2 separate regions of the Mus musculus genome follow, and region 2 is linked to region 1. A link is a contact called in public HiChIP or PLAC-seq data. All regions are on one chromosome and are shown on one strand. Each heading gives the region's core, a stretch centred on a gene start, on an enhancer-like site or on the middle of the called end of the contact. The rest is flanking DNA. Distances are from core to core; before and after follow the strand shown. Region 1 overlaps Edar (ectodysplasin-A receptor). Region 2 holds the start of Sh3rf3 (SH3 domain containing ring finger 3).

What was found. HiChIP or PLAC-seq counts read pairs in DNA pulled down with a chosen protein or histone mark.
Region 2: a contact with region 1 is called in an H3K27ac HiChIP or PLAC-seq map of stem cell-derived neural progenitor cells, with 4 times the contacts expected there. The contact joins the promoter of Sh3rf3 here to the enhancer-like site in region 1. A contact is called at or near these places in 2 of 39 promoter capture datasets (the 3T3-L1 cell line and the SN4741 cell line), 1 of 15 datasets of contacts at CTCF or cohesin (the NIH/3T3 cell line), 1 of 484 Hi-C or Micro-C datasets (stem cell-derived neural progenitor cells) and 1 of 115 datasets of contacts at active chromatin or transcription factors (stem cell-derived neural progenitor cells).

What each region holds. Positions count from the first base shown.
Region 1 is chr10:58,599,688-58,603,150 of GRCm38.p6, reverse strand. Edar (ectodysplasin-A receptor) reads left to right here. Exons shown (of 12, transcript NM_010100.3): 12 at 1-2,363. The coding sequence ends at 289. Among named protein-coding and RNA genes, the nearest start is that of Edar, 74 kb to the left of the region's middle. Within about 2 kb of position 1,965, at least 72 of the 459 cell types and tissues checked have an H3K27ac peak or open chromatin away from gene starts, as enhancers often do. A contact at or near this core is called in stem cell-derived neural progenitor cells, where this site is marked.
Region 2 is chr10:58,811,420-58,814,882 of GRCm38.p6, reverse strand. It overlaps Sh3rf3 (SH3 domain containing ring finger 3), which reads right to left and starts at 1,524. Exons shown (of 10, transcript NM_172788.3): 1 at 757-1,524. The coding sequence starts at 1,308.

The DNA of each region.
Region 1 (3,463 bases), core at 716-3,215:
TGAGAAGACAAGCCGAATGCTCAGCTCTACATACAACTCTGAGAAGGCGGTCGTGAAAACATGGCGCCACCTTGCCGAGAGCTTTGGACTGAAGAGGGATGAGATTGGGGGCATGACTGATGGCATGCAGCTCTTTGACCGCATCAGCACCGCGGGCTACAGCATCCCAGAGCTGCTCACAAAGTTGGTGCAGATCGAGCGGCTGGATGCTGTGGAGTCCTTGTGTGCAGACATATTGGAGTGGGCTGGGGTTGTACCACCTGCCTCCCCACCCCCAGCTGCGTCCTGAAGAGTTGTCTTGGACTGTCTTCCCTGGGACCAGCTGGGGATCCAATGAAGTCACGACCGACAGCTGTGAGTGATGCTATCAGACTGCCAAAACTCAAGGCATTTCCTGGTGGGTCACTGTATTCCTTAGGCTGCCCTAAGTAGTTCATTGAGCACTCAAATGAACCAAACCATGTGGGAAGGACACAGGTGAAGAATCTGATCCTGTCTTTTAAGGAGGCACTTAGTGAGAGATGGGAGCATGGTATAGACCGTGTTACCAAAACATCACCTAGGCAAATGAAGGGATGCTTTTTTAAAAAGTAGCAAAAGTTATAAGGGTGATAGAGTCTCAAGGGGTTGAAAGTGGGAACATCCTAATGAAGAAAATAACTTCAAGGTTTTAGTAAAACGGTTACAAAGTACAGGCATCCCACATCCTTCATGGCCTCAGACAGAGCATGGTTTGCTGGCATGCCCTATGGTTTCAGAGGTAACTCGACCTGTGTTTGCAGTCACACACCATGGTATAAGCCTTGCAGTCACTAGTGGAAGAACTCACCATGTGTCACTGACATACAAGGCGTGTGTCTGTCCAGTCACAAGTGTGGGCAGATCTGGCCTCCAGCACCACTCGCAGCCACAGCAGTTACAATGTCAGGCTTGTCTTGCTTCAAAGGGACGTGCGTCCTATCTAGAGAAGGAAATGGTGACTTGCTCAGAGTTTGACCATGCCTGATTCCTGGGTGAGGCTCGAGTGAGTTCAGGCACAACATCCTGAGCCAGTGAGGGGTGGTGCAGCCCGAGACGCAGTACAGAGCTGGGGTCTGAGGTCCTGGGCACTGGGAGAGTCATTCAAAGTGTCTGTCTCCTCCAGACTTAGCTTCTCTTAGCTGAGAGAGGTTGGTCTTCACATCTGTAGTCAGGAATGTTGAGGCTCCAGTGAGCGAAAGGGTGAGTGAAAGAACACGGAGGCAGAAGAGAAGAGGCCAGAGGAGCCTCCATGGGGTAAATACAGTGTGGGTGGCCACAAAAAATGAGAGTCAAGGGAAACGCAGCCGCCATTCTCATATAAGGGCAACTGTAGGACTGAGCGTTTACAGGGCTTATAAACAGCCATTGCTCTTGGCATATTCTCTTACTGCACCTGTAACTGCCAGGAAATGGGAGCCAAGGAAACTTCCCCGGCAGGGGGTTAATGCCAAGCTGGCTGCTGGGCTCCCTCCCAGAGCGCTGACTGCAGAGAATGCTTCCTTTCAGTAAAGCCTCTGGTTTAGAAGGCGGTTGGGTTTTTTTGTTTTACAAGGCCTATGACTGAACAAAGGCTTTGGAGAGCAATCAGTGGTGTGTTTAAAACCATCAAGCCATTTCCCACCACTGAATATAGACCATACTGTGAGAGGACCATAATTAGGTCCTGAATTTTTAATATGATCATTTTCCTGTGTCTGTCTGTGCAGTGTTTTTTTTTTTTTTTTTAAAGAAGGCATTTACTCCATTTTGCAAGTTAAATGTCTGCTTAATTGTCCTTTTAATTCCTGAGACCCTGCAGTGTCCCTTACCCCTGGTCTTCCATAATGACGCTGCGATTCCCCTTAATTAGACTTGTAAATGTCATGCGTGATGAGTGAGCAGGTCGAGGACAGCAGGCTCTTCTCCAACTGTCATTGTGCTGAAGAATGGGCAGCTGCAGCCAGCGGTGTGGGCTGCCCTCCATTCACACTACTAGGTTTCAAGGCCTGAGGCAGCCAGCATCCTTGTTGTTTCCTTGACTCCCTGCTTGCTGCTTTAGGGGAGCCAGTCCCTTGTCATTTACTTTACATGGCAATAAATCCTGGAAGGGTTGGTTGGCTTCAGTGTGCTTTGCCAACCAACAAGACCACAGTGACTCTTGCTGACCAATGCTGGAACTCCACGCTGCCATGTTTGTCTGGAGACTGTTATTATTTTTTCAGTACTTAAAGGTATTTAGTAAACACCCAAGCTAGGTCTGAGGGCCTGAGCCAGTGAAGTCTTAATTGTGAATATTTTATATAATTCTGTTTATGTAACTTATTATATTTTTATAAGCTCAATAAACATATTGATAAAAAGGAGACCTACAGACTGGCGCCCTGTGAACTCTTATGAGTGTGGCAGTATGAGTGGAAGTGAATGAATGTCACTGGTTGATGTACTGTGTATGATGAGACTATGGGGTTGTGGCCATCCATAAATGAGGTAGGTAACATGTTAAAGCAGGGAGGTATTCGCTAACAGGGGCAGACATGTATGGGGAACATGAAGACCACATGGGGCACTCTTTTCCACCTTGCCACCATCAGTTACAAACTCACTCTGTCGCTGTCCCAAATTCAGTGTCTTGGAGCACAGTCACTTCTCAGTCTAGCTTTGGAGTCAGTAAGGGCCAGTGGGGTCAGCTTGCCCAGACTGTGACCAGGCCTCTGCCTGCTGGACAACCTCGAGAAGGGCAGCTCTGCTCCATCATCCTTCATCCTCTCCATCGTCCTTCATCCTCTCCATCATCTTTCATCTTCATCCTCTTCCACAAAGCAGCCGAAGAGCCTGAGCTGGCATGAAGCTCATCATGGCAAGCCCAGAAGCCGAGAGCAGGATGAAGGCTATCTGAAGCCTTGGCCTCAGAACTGGCTTCCTGTCATTTCTGGCTTATCCTACTGGCAAAGCAAATCAATTGTCCAGACCCAGAGACAAGAGTAAGAAAGGAGAGACTACCCCCAGTGCAGGAGGAGGGACAGAATAACAAAGAGCATGGGAAGTAAGACTGTGTTGATTGGCCACCAACGCAGAACAGCCACAGTTGAGCTGTAGACATCCTCTGGGTACTCAGAGTTGGAGAATGGCTCAGTGTAAAGGTACAAAACTGGTCTGGGGTCTGAATGCTCCAGAATATCAGGATTTTTTGTTTCCCTTAATGGCATTAAGTTCTAAAATCCTTGTGTGAAGGTAAGAAGGTTATAAAGGGAAGAGATGGTTAAACCTATTTGCCTGATGGTCACCCTGAACATATTACATCACATGTCCTACAAACATCTCAAGGTTCTAAGGATTCAGGTTGCTGGTGGTCCTGTGTGCTGGTGCTCCTGTGTTCTGATGCTTCTGTGTTTTTGGTATTCCTGGTATATCCTGTTGGCGTTCCTATGTGCTGGTGCCCCTGTGTGCATCTTGCTGGCTGGCA
Region 2 (3,463 bases), core at 275-2,774, 210 kb before region 1:
TGACTAGAGAGTGCCAAGCCTAAGAGTAAGACAGAGTAAGTGTTCCTGAAGATTTTAGGCGAAGTCCTTCTTTCTGGGGCAGCTGTAGTTACTCTCCGGGCAATGTCTGCCACTTTGCCCTCTCCCCTGTCCTCCACGGCTAAGCAGCAAGAGACTGCTAACTCCCGGTCAGCGATCAGAACCAGTGAACCATTAAGCAATAAGTCCCCAATTGGTGGTCTGAGAGGGAAGAGCAGGACTGAGGAGGTGTGGCAAAAGATGGTTGTTTCTGGAGAATTGGAGGGGTGATCAAAGTTAAAGATAGATGAGTGGATGGATGTATGGATCAACAGACAGACATACAGGACCGGCCAGCCTAGTCAAAATGGAAGTGGTAGAGAACGGCAGGACAGATGGCATGTCCACCTAATGAGAGGATGGGTTCTGCCTCACATATGAACAGGTTTGGGGGAGAAGATGTAAGGACTGAGCTTGGAAAGCGACTTAAGGTGCCCACAAGAAGTTTGAAGTAAGGATGTGGGGCAGAGGAATGTATGTGATGGGATGTAGTCAAGAACTGGTAAAGTAGGAACTGACAGCTAGGCAGAGTCCCTGGGAAACAGAGAAGTTGTTAAAGAAGAATAAAACAAACGAGTGGGCCACGGGGATCCACGGCTAGTCCCTCTACTTCTAATCACAAACTACTTGCACATACACGTGCGGACAAGCTTACACATTCCCACACAGTGGCGCCATGTCACTGGGATACATTCTTACCTTAGCCACTGGCACACTCCTATTAGTCGCCACGTCGCACAAACTGGAGGTAGAGCTGCCTGCGGCCGCTGAGAGAAAGACCGGAGAACACGGGGGACTGCCTGTCGCCCCTCCAGCGCCACCAGCGAGCGCTGAGAACGTACCGGGGCCCGGGCGCGCGGGAGGGCTGCTCCCCGGGCTGGCACCCGTGCGGGGCCTCTGGCGGATGCCATCCAGCAGGCGCACTAGCAGTATGTTGGCGGGCAGCTCGTCCACACCGCAGCCCACCAGGATGCGGCACTCGGGACAACGTAGTTCGTGGCGCGAGCACACGATGCTCTCCAGACAGCGTCGGCAGAAGGTGTGCTGGCATGGCAACACCTTGGCCGTAGTGTCCAGGCGCTCCAGGCACACAGAGCATTCCAGCAAATCCAGCAGCGATGATTCGTCCATATCCTCTTCAGTCCTCGCCTGGGCCCCCCTCTGCTGCTCACCCTGCCTGTCCTCGCCCTCGCCCCGAGCTGCGGTGGCCGCCGCCTTGGACGCGCACAGCCAGGACGCCCCAAGCAGCATGGGGGAGGCGCCAGCGCGGGCCCAGCGAGCCGCCTAAGTCTAGCAGCCAGAGCCCGGCCCGCCGAGGAGAGCGGGCATTTGCGCCTAGCCCGGGCAGTCGCCGTCAATAAACAGGGTTCGGTCCCCGCGCGGCGCGTGCTGACAGCCCGAGGCACTAGCCTCCACGATTTGCAAAGTGACACGCCGAGCCTGCCCGCGAGGCAGGCACCGGAGTTCCGGAGCCCCGAGGCAACTCCAGCCAGCCGAGCCCAATCAGCCTACGCGCGCGCACCGCCGCTGCGGGCAACACCTGTGCTGCCGCGCCGCCCGCGCCCGGGAGCCCAGCAGCGGGGAGTGCAGGGAGAGGCCGGCCAGGTCCCCAGGGAGACCGGGGCGCGGCGTGCACGCTCCCCCGCGCCGCAGGCGAGCCGCACCGCCCCCCTCGGCGCCTCCATGCGCCCTCGGGCTGCCAGAGCACCGCCGCCTTGCTCAACTAGCTCAGCCGGATCTCGTCCCTGGGTCGCGGGACCATGTGCGGGGGACGCGCAGAGGTCACAGTCACTGCGGGGGTGTTGGGAAACGGACACCTCTCCTGCCTTGGAGCTTCTCCCTTTAGGCCACCTCCGGGGCTCCGGAGAACTTCCCCTGCGCAGGCTTGGCCCTGTCCCCTCTGGACGCCAGACTCTGGATTCTCCGCGAGCTTCAGGAAGGGACGTTTCTTCTCAACGCCTCCGCGAAGGAAAGTTTGGGAGCATCATCCCGACTGCTTTCTTAGCCAGCGCTGGAGAGCAGCCGGAGGACGCATCAGACACCCAGGCATCCTTCTGGACGACTCCAGGGAGCACTCTTGCTTGTGTCCCCTCTCCTGCCAGCATGCCCAAGTGACAGCTGTGGGTATAGGTGCGGGGGTGTCCCTTGAGGCGAGAAGGGAAGTCGCTGGAGATGGCCGGGTCGGGGGCTGCCGGGGCCGCGACTACTCCTTCGGGAAGCCGGCTGCCCTCTCCAGAATCACTGATGTGTGACTGACGCCGCCGCCCACGCGCCAGCACACCCTGGCCGAGCGCCGCGCCCCTGGCGGCGCGGTGAAAGACTCCAGCGCCCGCTCTGGTGAGCTCTGATGAACCCAGCTCCAAATATTCCTCGGGAGGCTCAAAAGAGGGGGAATGTGCGCTCCTTCCCGATGCCCGGGGTTCTGGGAGCGTCAGAGCGACGGAAGTACGTACGAGGACCTGGAGCAGCAGGGAAGTTTGGCGGTGGGCTGCGGTCGGTGTACAAGATTTCTTACCGTGTGCTGCCCCCTGGTGGGCCCCTCGTGTTCCCAACGCTCTCGAGCCCCGCACAGGCAAAGGTCCAGAAAGCTGGATGATGCACAGCTGGGAGATGCCAGGGCAAGCATCCAAAGTGGTGTGGATGCCCCTCCTGCCGGTTGGGCTGCCCTGTTGTTTGTGAAGCTGAATGTCACTTTTCTTCGTTTTTAGGGAGAAAAAAATTTTGCTGATACTTAAATGCCAACATAATATCTGCATTGTTTTAATGCTCTTAAACAACCCTGTGAAATAATTGCTTTAACTTCATTACACGGGTAAGGAAATTGATTCTCATTATTATGAAGCCATTTTATTAAATGTGGTTTTTGTGACCACAGAACCCAAATGCAAAAAGACCACATGGTAGCAGAGCGGTTGCCTATAAGCCACGTGTCCCTTACAGTGTAGTAGTATCTTCCACACGGCGTGTTTAGTAAATATCCATTGAATGATCGAAAGAGTGACTTGATCTCATCCAGTGATGATTTGAATGCAGTATTTAGCACCCCAATTCCAGATATCCTGAGTTCCTATCAGACTGCTAGTCTCTGGAAATTCCCAGGAGCATAGAGTTGTCCCAGCCGATCTCTGTATCATTTACACAAGTATTGGCAAGGGTATAAGATAGAATTGTCTGTCTATGTCTATTATTGCCTATGTCTGTCTATTGTCTGTTATGAAGGGGGTAGGGAGGTGAGTGACTTTTGCTCAGGAACACCCAAGGGGAATTGTGAGAGGGTCCAGAATGCCTGATTTATGAGTGGTGATCAGGACCCGGGAAAGGGTGTGTGTGCAAAGAACAAAGAACAAAGTTGCTGTCCATGATGATATAGCCTGAGTGCTTTTGGATGCAAGAGAGAAATAAAGCT